Regions from separate parts of the Hordeum vulgare genome. Here region 2 is linked to region 1. The links are chromatin contacts, called in public Hi-C maps. All regions are on one chromosome and are shown on one strand. The core of a region is the stretch at or near the end of the contact, and the rest is flanking DNA. Distances in the headings are between cores, read along the strand shown. Region 1 has its middle 10 kb from the start of LOC123425642. Region 2 holds the start of LOC123425646.

What was found. A called contact is a pair of places that touch in the nucleus more often than the background predicts.
Region 2: a Hi-C map of seedling shows a contact between it and region 1, with 3 times the contacts expected there. The contact joins the promoter of LOC123425646 here to the enhancer-like site in region 1. A contact is called at or near these places in 1 of 6 Hi-C or Micro-C datasets (seedling) and 1 of 1 datasets of contacts at active chromatin or transcription factors (embryo).

Annotation. Positions count from the first base shown.
Region 1 is chr2H:156,205,321-156,208,671 of MorexV3_pseudomolecules_assembly, forward strand. No RefSeq gene overlaps it. Among protein-coding and RNA genes, the nearest start is that of LOC123425642, 10 kb to the left of the region's middle. Within about 2 kb of position 1,946, at least 2 of the 3 cell types and tissues checked have open chromatin away from gene starts, as enhancers often do. A contact at or near this core is called in seedling, where this site is marked.
Region 2 is chr2H:156,846,593-156,850,325 of MorexV3_pseudomolecules_assembly, forward strand. It overlaps LOC123425646, which reads right to left and starts at 2,024. Exons shown (of 2, transcript XM_045109344.1): 1 at 1,706-2,024. The coding sequence starts at 2,021. It overlaps LOC123425645, which reads left to right and starts at 2,127. Exons shown (of 3, transcript XM_045109343.1): 1 at 2,127-2,512; 2 at 3,621-3,733. The coding sequence starts at 2,305.

The DNA.
Region 1 (3,351 bases), core at 696-3,195:
TTGATCGTGCTCCGGCGTGGTCAATAACCTCTTGGAGTTGGTTTAGCGATTGCTAAGGCACGACGTCCTCACACGTTCGAAGTCAGATCGTCGAAGTCTACTCCACCAAAAATGATAACCACCATCTCATCGAAAGACAGGGACAACTTTGCCTCTACCAAGAACCTTCTTATATCGGGACCATTTGGTGGGAGGGGTGTTGTGAACAGTTTGATGACGGTTTTAGTTGATTGAGGGTGATAGTTTCTTTACAACATCATGCCATTTTCTGGAATGAAGACTCAAAACTACCATCCTCCTACAAAATGCCATGTTGTTCTCAAGAAACTGTCACCTCTGATACAACTAAAACTATCAAAAAAACATTCTAAATGCCATGTTCTTCGAGTGGACGGTCCTTAGTAAAATAACCACTAACGTTATTGATTACATTGGATCCACCCGAACCAAAACATATCACGTAGGATCTACCCAACCAAAACAAGACCTGAGTCGTACTAGCTTTGGCTTCTATTAACGAAGTAAATATAGGACTAACAAGCAAAAGCTTACGCTACTTGAATTTGATTAGCATCGACCAGTGTCCAACTCAGAGTATGAAAATTAGGCGTGACTTCTTCACGTGGTGGTTCTGACGGTGATACTTTCATTGTAATTTAACCAATTGTCAAAATATTTGAGTTGATAACTTGATCTGTTTTTGCGTTGTTGGTCACATCAATGATGATACATGTTTTTGTCATTATTGTCGTCATTCAAGTGTCACTTTCATGACATACATTCGGGCAAGAATGTCACGGATACGTATTTTTCTTGTAGTGGTGCACGACTCGCAATAACAACGCAACCTGGAGGAAAAATGATTGAGTGTAGGGTCGACTGTGGAGAATGGACCACGCAGAGCGCTCCGAGGAGGCATCGGCGTGAGGCGCACACGAAAGAGACAATGCTAAGGGTACTCTCACATGACGATGCACCGAGGAGGCATGTACTCGAGCATCCTTGCGGAAAAAAAATCACATGGAAAAAGTGTGAAATTATTCTAAATCTTTTTTCTCTTGGCCACAAAAGCGAACCGCGGGAGGATGGGTGGCATGTTGCGTGGGAGCACACACGAACAACGAGAAGGAATCTCTACATGACGATAACTACGTCAAATTGCGAGGGAAATAAACAAGTGACTTGCTTTCTCGACCGAGTCATCCGCTGTTTGAAGCGCAACAACGCAAATTTCTCAAAACGAAACATATGTGAGCAATAGAACTCCCAACCTCCCACTCTTTAGTGCAAGGTACTACCAATGGAGATGGTGGTTATTCGTGAATGATGGGCAGTAATATTGAAGACCTCAATTCATCAGCATATTTGAAACAAAATTTGAAGTTTCAAAAGTGTTTTTGATAACAAGAACAAAATTTTGAATTTTTAAACTTTTTTGAAATATTGTCACAAAAATATGGAAAACATGAAAAAATTGTAAACATGATTTTATTTGAAATTCTGAACATTTTATGATTTTCTAAAAAAATTCAAAAATCAGAAATTTTAGAAATTAAATCATGAAAGTTTAATAAACGTGAATAAAGCATTGCAAATCAAAAAATAGTTTGTAATTCTAGAGAACATTTTTACATTTTGAACAGCTTCTTTAAAAGTGCGAACAATTTTCTAATTTCCAATTTTTTTTAAAAACGTGAACAAAATTTTAAATTACCAAGCAATTTTGAAGATTTAAAGTTTTGGAAAATTTTGAATCTATGCAATAAATAAAAAAGCACAGAAAAGCCCAAAAATTATAAAAGGAAGAAATGTTCAAGAATCTTCTACAAGGTTCCCAACACGTGGAACCACAAAGCTTTGTGTTGAGCTAAAAATGGGCTGGCCCGATTCACTCGATGTCTATATGTTTCATGACACTTTGCCATAATATGCGCAAGATAGGAAATCCCGGGAGCAGCTAGGCGAGGAGTACTCGTTTCGGGGCTCCCGCAAGGGTCACTTTTCGTGGGCTGAGATCGCGACTATCGCTACGTGTCACGTGCTGGATGCTCCTTTGAGATTTCATCTTATATTATTATTTTTGTAATCTTTTTTGGGTTTTAGATGATTTTTTTCTTCTGTTTTTTGGCTTTTGGCTTTTTTCCTGGTTTTTTAGATTTTTGTACACACAAAAATTGCTCGAAAAATATATTTTTTTAAGAGACACAAATTTAATTCTCCTGTAGACACATATTTTGGTCCCGTGAGAGGCACAACTGTGCCTCTCCAAAGAGAAAACACATTTTCTATTGATGCGAGAGGCACAAATTTTATTTATCATGGACACATAGATTTGGTTCCGTGAAAGGTATAGTCCTGCCTCACAAAAAAATGGCGTGACGCGCCGGTAAGTGATTCCTTGTGCTACCTAAGAAATCCTACTACTGGTTTCTTTAACATATTGATTTTTTTTTTTGCAAAAAATAAATTCATTATTTTTTGTCAAAATGTTAGTCGATTCAAAACTATTCCTAAATTCTAAAAATGTTCAAGGAACTTTTCAAATATTAATCAGTTTCAAGAGTATCATGAATATAACTTTTGTGGTGAATATTTTTTATGATTTTTAGAATAAATATAACCTAGTAAAACTGGAAGTAAAAACTGAAGGAAAACGGGTAGAAAAAAAAGGGAATAAAACACCAGCGATATGGAAAGCTGATGGAACAAAAAAACAGGAGAAAATCCTTTTGTGAAACACAGATGCAAGAAATTGTAAAAGAAACCGTGGTGAGAAGAAGCGCCGAGAAAAACCACTGCAATACGGGCCTGTCCGTCAGGCAATATCCCCCTGTGCGATTTGTATGAGTTGCGCACCATCCTTTGCTGTGAGCGAAGAACGGGGTTTCTTGACCCAAGCACGAGAAAGCAGCTAAGAGTATCTAGAGGCGGACCCTTCAAACCCGCTCAAACGTTCGGACAGTCAGCCTGGTAACTCGTCGGTCATAAAAAATGATTTAATCAGACCCTTTATATCCATCTCAAACGTCCGGACTGACCGACACTCCTCATATCTTTATTTTATAAAAATCACAATTGGTGATGATGCTGTGTGTGTCATACATCGTTTTTAACCATTTGATCTGCATCCGACGCATGAGAGGCAACCCCATTTCACATTTGCAAAGAAACCCCCATTCTCTTCATCCATCTTAATCCAGTCCCACCTTATCCAACAGCTTGGCAAATGATTCTTCTGGAAAGAAGTGGAACCGAAGTGGGAGCAGCATGCCGCCGACGCCATCCGCTGCCAAATTCCCTAGCCACAGCAGCCTAACCGCCCACTCCCACACCTACCTCCACCTCCACCTC
Region 2 (3,733 bases), core at 774-3,273, 640 kb after region 1:
ATGATTCTTTTGATGAAGAATTTGATCTTCAAGAGGAGGAGGATATCTTAATGATCCTAGCTATCCACGTCAATAAAAAGCCGAAGCACGATGGTTTGGTTTTCGGTCGTCAGAAATTGTGGAGAGAAATGATTGATGCCCACAACACATTAATGAGGAACTACAATGTGGAGAATCCCGCATACCCCGCATCATACTTTTGGCGCCGTTTTAGGATGAGCATCGAGTTGTTCAAACACAATGCAGAGAAACTGGTGAGGCGTGATCGATTTTTCCAGCAAAGGAGGAATGTCGCCGAATAACTCGGGCCTACCACGTTCCAAAAGGTGATCGTCGCATTGCGTATGTTGGCATCCAGTATTCCGGCGGATCTAGTTGATACCACTTGATCATGGGTGAGAGTCAAGCCATCATGTATGTCAAGCGCTTCACAATTAAAATTGTGCAAGTGTTTGACCCGGAATATTTGAGAGCTTCCAATGCTGAAGACACCACAAGGCTTCTGGTGTTCAACAAAACTCGCGCGTTCCCATGTATGCTTGCCTCAATAGATTGCATGCATTAGAGTTGAAAAAACTATCCTGCTGGATGGCATGGGCAATTCCACGTCGAGAAAAAATGGTTCCTCTTTAATCCTTGAAGCACTGTCCGATCATGAGACTTGGATTTGGCATGTTTTTTGGGAATGCACGGATGTTGCAATGACATCAATGTTATTCAACGGTCACCACTCATGGCTAAGATTGCAAATGGTGAAACTTCACCGGTGGAGTTTGTAGCAAATGATCATAAGTACAACTATGGCTACTATCTTGCGGATGGCTTCTATCCAAGATGAAAAACAGTTATGAATTTGTTGAAGGCACCGCAAGGTAAGAAATTTTTTGATTTTCACAATGCTCAAGCGGCGGCTAAAAAATATATGGAGAAAGCTTTTGGTATTCTGCAAGCCCAGCTTGCTATTGTGAGAGGATCGACTAGATTTTAGGATCAAAAGATCGTTTGATACATCATGAATGCGTGTGTGATCATGCATAACATGATCATTAAGAATGAGCGTGAACAAGATTTGAACTATTCTCAATATGAGTTGATGGAAAGACTCGTGCGAATGCAGAGAAGTGTTGCGAGTGTGACCCGCTTTATTTCCTCGTATCATGTCATTCGATCTATCGAAACACATGATGATCCCGGTGTGTTGGAGACCCTGTAAGCACACAGTAGTACTACTAAAAAGTAGGAAGCGACTTGAGGATTAGGTGTGCTGTCGTGGCTCAGCAACTGGCGAATTATACGGATGACTGTGGCTTGGTGTATCTAGAAGCATTGCTCTACGCTGTAAAGTAGGTGCTACTGTGCTAGTGCACTGACTTGAGCTTTGAAGGACATGGTACTGCATGCTACGAAAGAACAAACGAGGAAATGAACAGTTCGTGTGCATCCTGCAACGAAACAATACTTCTCCTGTTCGTAGGTAGGAGTGCTTGAGAAAATGACTAGCGCACCGAAGCAGGAGTATTCATTCGTCAAAGTGGTTCCGTCGGGTAGCTTTTTCGTAGTCCACTGAAACACTGGCCCATTTCCTCTCCGTAGATTTTCAGCAGGACCTCCGGTTTTCAATTCAGAGAACACGGGAGCATGGACACAGAGGCAGGCAACTTGCACTTGGGAGGAGGAGAACGGGGTGGGAGAAGGCAATGATTACCCGGGGGAGGAGGGGGCGCCGGCGGCCTCATCTTGGGCTCCTTCAGCCCCTCCAGCTGGGCGTCGAGCTCCGCCAGCCGCCGCAGCGCCTCTTCCGCGGGGCTAGCCTCGCCGCCCTCCTTCTCCGACGACGACGACGAGGAGTTGCCCCCGTTGCAGAGCAGGCGCGTCCTTCTCTCCGTCACCGGCCTACGGATCGCGGCGAGGAAGCTCCTTCCGGCCACGGCGCTCGCGGCGAACGGGAGGAGGCGGAGCTGCATCCTCTTTGCCGCGCGCGCGCTCGGGAAGCATCGTCTGCACCTGCGGTGGTGGAGCATTCGCGGTATGGATAACGATTCGTGAACGGGCCTAAGCCCATAACGCGGAAGGCCCATATAGGTTGTTGAGCCGGCTTCATCACTACAGGCCTAACGGTACGACGACGACGACGACGAAGAACGCGGCCAACCCAAATCTTCTACACTTTGCTTGGAGGGCCCGTAAGATCGGATCCCCCTCCACCAGATTCGCGTACTGAGCGAGCGCTCGCGGAACCCGGAAGTGAGCGAGGCGACCAACGGCGAACACCGCCGATACCCGCCGTCGCGGCGACTACGAGCGATGGCGTCACCGGGGTCGGGATCGGGAGGCGAGCCCGGGAGGCCGTGGACGGCGACTAGCACCTGGGCCCCAGCGGGAGGCGCGGCGGTCGAGGACGCCGTGTCCTTCGAGACGACCGCAGACGACGCCGAGACTTCCCCCTCGCCCGTCGTCCTCGCCCGACCGCCGTCCGACGGCAGCGAGGATCCAACTCCCTGCGAAGTTACGAGTGAGTCATCCTTTTTTTTTTTTCCTCTCTTGGATTTTCTGGGAAAATTCTAGATTACTGGTCCTAGAAACTTTTTTGGGAATTCTAGACTACTGGACAGGAGCTTGCGCGGTTTGATCGGGAATTGCTTTGTTGCGATGGTTCCTGTCGCTGATTGGATGCAGATGCACGCGCTGTCGGGAATTGCTCTGTTGCGGTAGTAAGTGTATGGGTGGATAAACCCTAGTGGCCTAGGCCTAGTATTAAGCCAAGCCCCAAGCTGGCCATCGCTGTTTTGGGTTCCAGTGCAGAGTCCGTCGAAATTGGACTATCATATCATTGTCGATGCCCCAGTTCTTGTTCACAAGCTCATACTAGAATTCACAAACTGTATGATAAGTTTCTATATCTTATATTCACTGTTATAAAGATCTCAGTTGGTGGTGGTGCATTCACCCTCTCATATTACTTCTTAAGATGCCAAGAAATTAATTTCCGCAATTATGCTACTTTCTATTTAGCAGAAAGATGTATCACGATCCTTTAGTTATAATTGATTCGATTGATGTATATTTTGAGATAATTATAACTTCTATGGCAATGTAAGTGCATTTGATCTCCATAGCAAGAGTATTTAGCTTTAAATATCTTAAATATATAATACTCCGGTGTTTCGTATTCTGCACATGATCACAGTAATTGGTATTTCGTGTACCACTTTGGAATATATCTGCATCTTCTTACAGCTTTAGTTACACATCTTCGAGTAGCCTGAAATCAAAGTAAGTTGTTCCGTATGAATAGTTCACCCAACATCAATCATGTTGAAATTCCCATGATCTATTTCCTTCCTTTAATTGGGATAAATTGCAGACGGCTAACTTATGTTAGAATACAAACAATGGAAGAAATACTTTTATTTCTCGTTGTATTTGTATATCCATCCTTTTAGCATTGCAAATGTGGAGTCAGGCTCTGTCTCATTCTGTGTAGACCACAGTGCCTTTCATGGCACAGTTTCCTGGCAGTCTCCATCTTGTTCTAGAAATACCATGCGATATTTTACTGTTAAATATCAAACCATTTTCCATTTCATTATCAGTGTATCTTATCCATTTCTTTTCTTCAGTTAGTTTCACAGGAAAGTACGAGATTCATAGAGTGTACGTGCGAAGCACAGCTCGAACTTATGAAATATACTATTCAACTGACCTGAAGGATACAAGTAAAGATTATCTATGC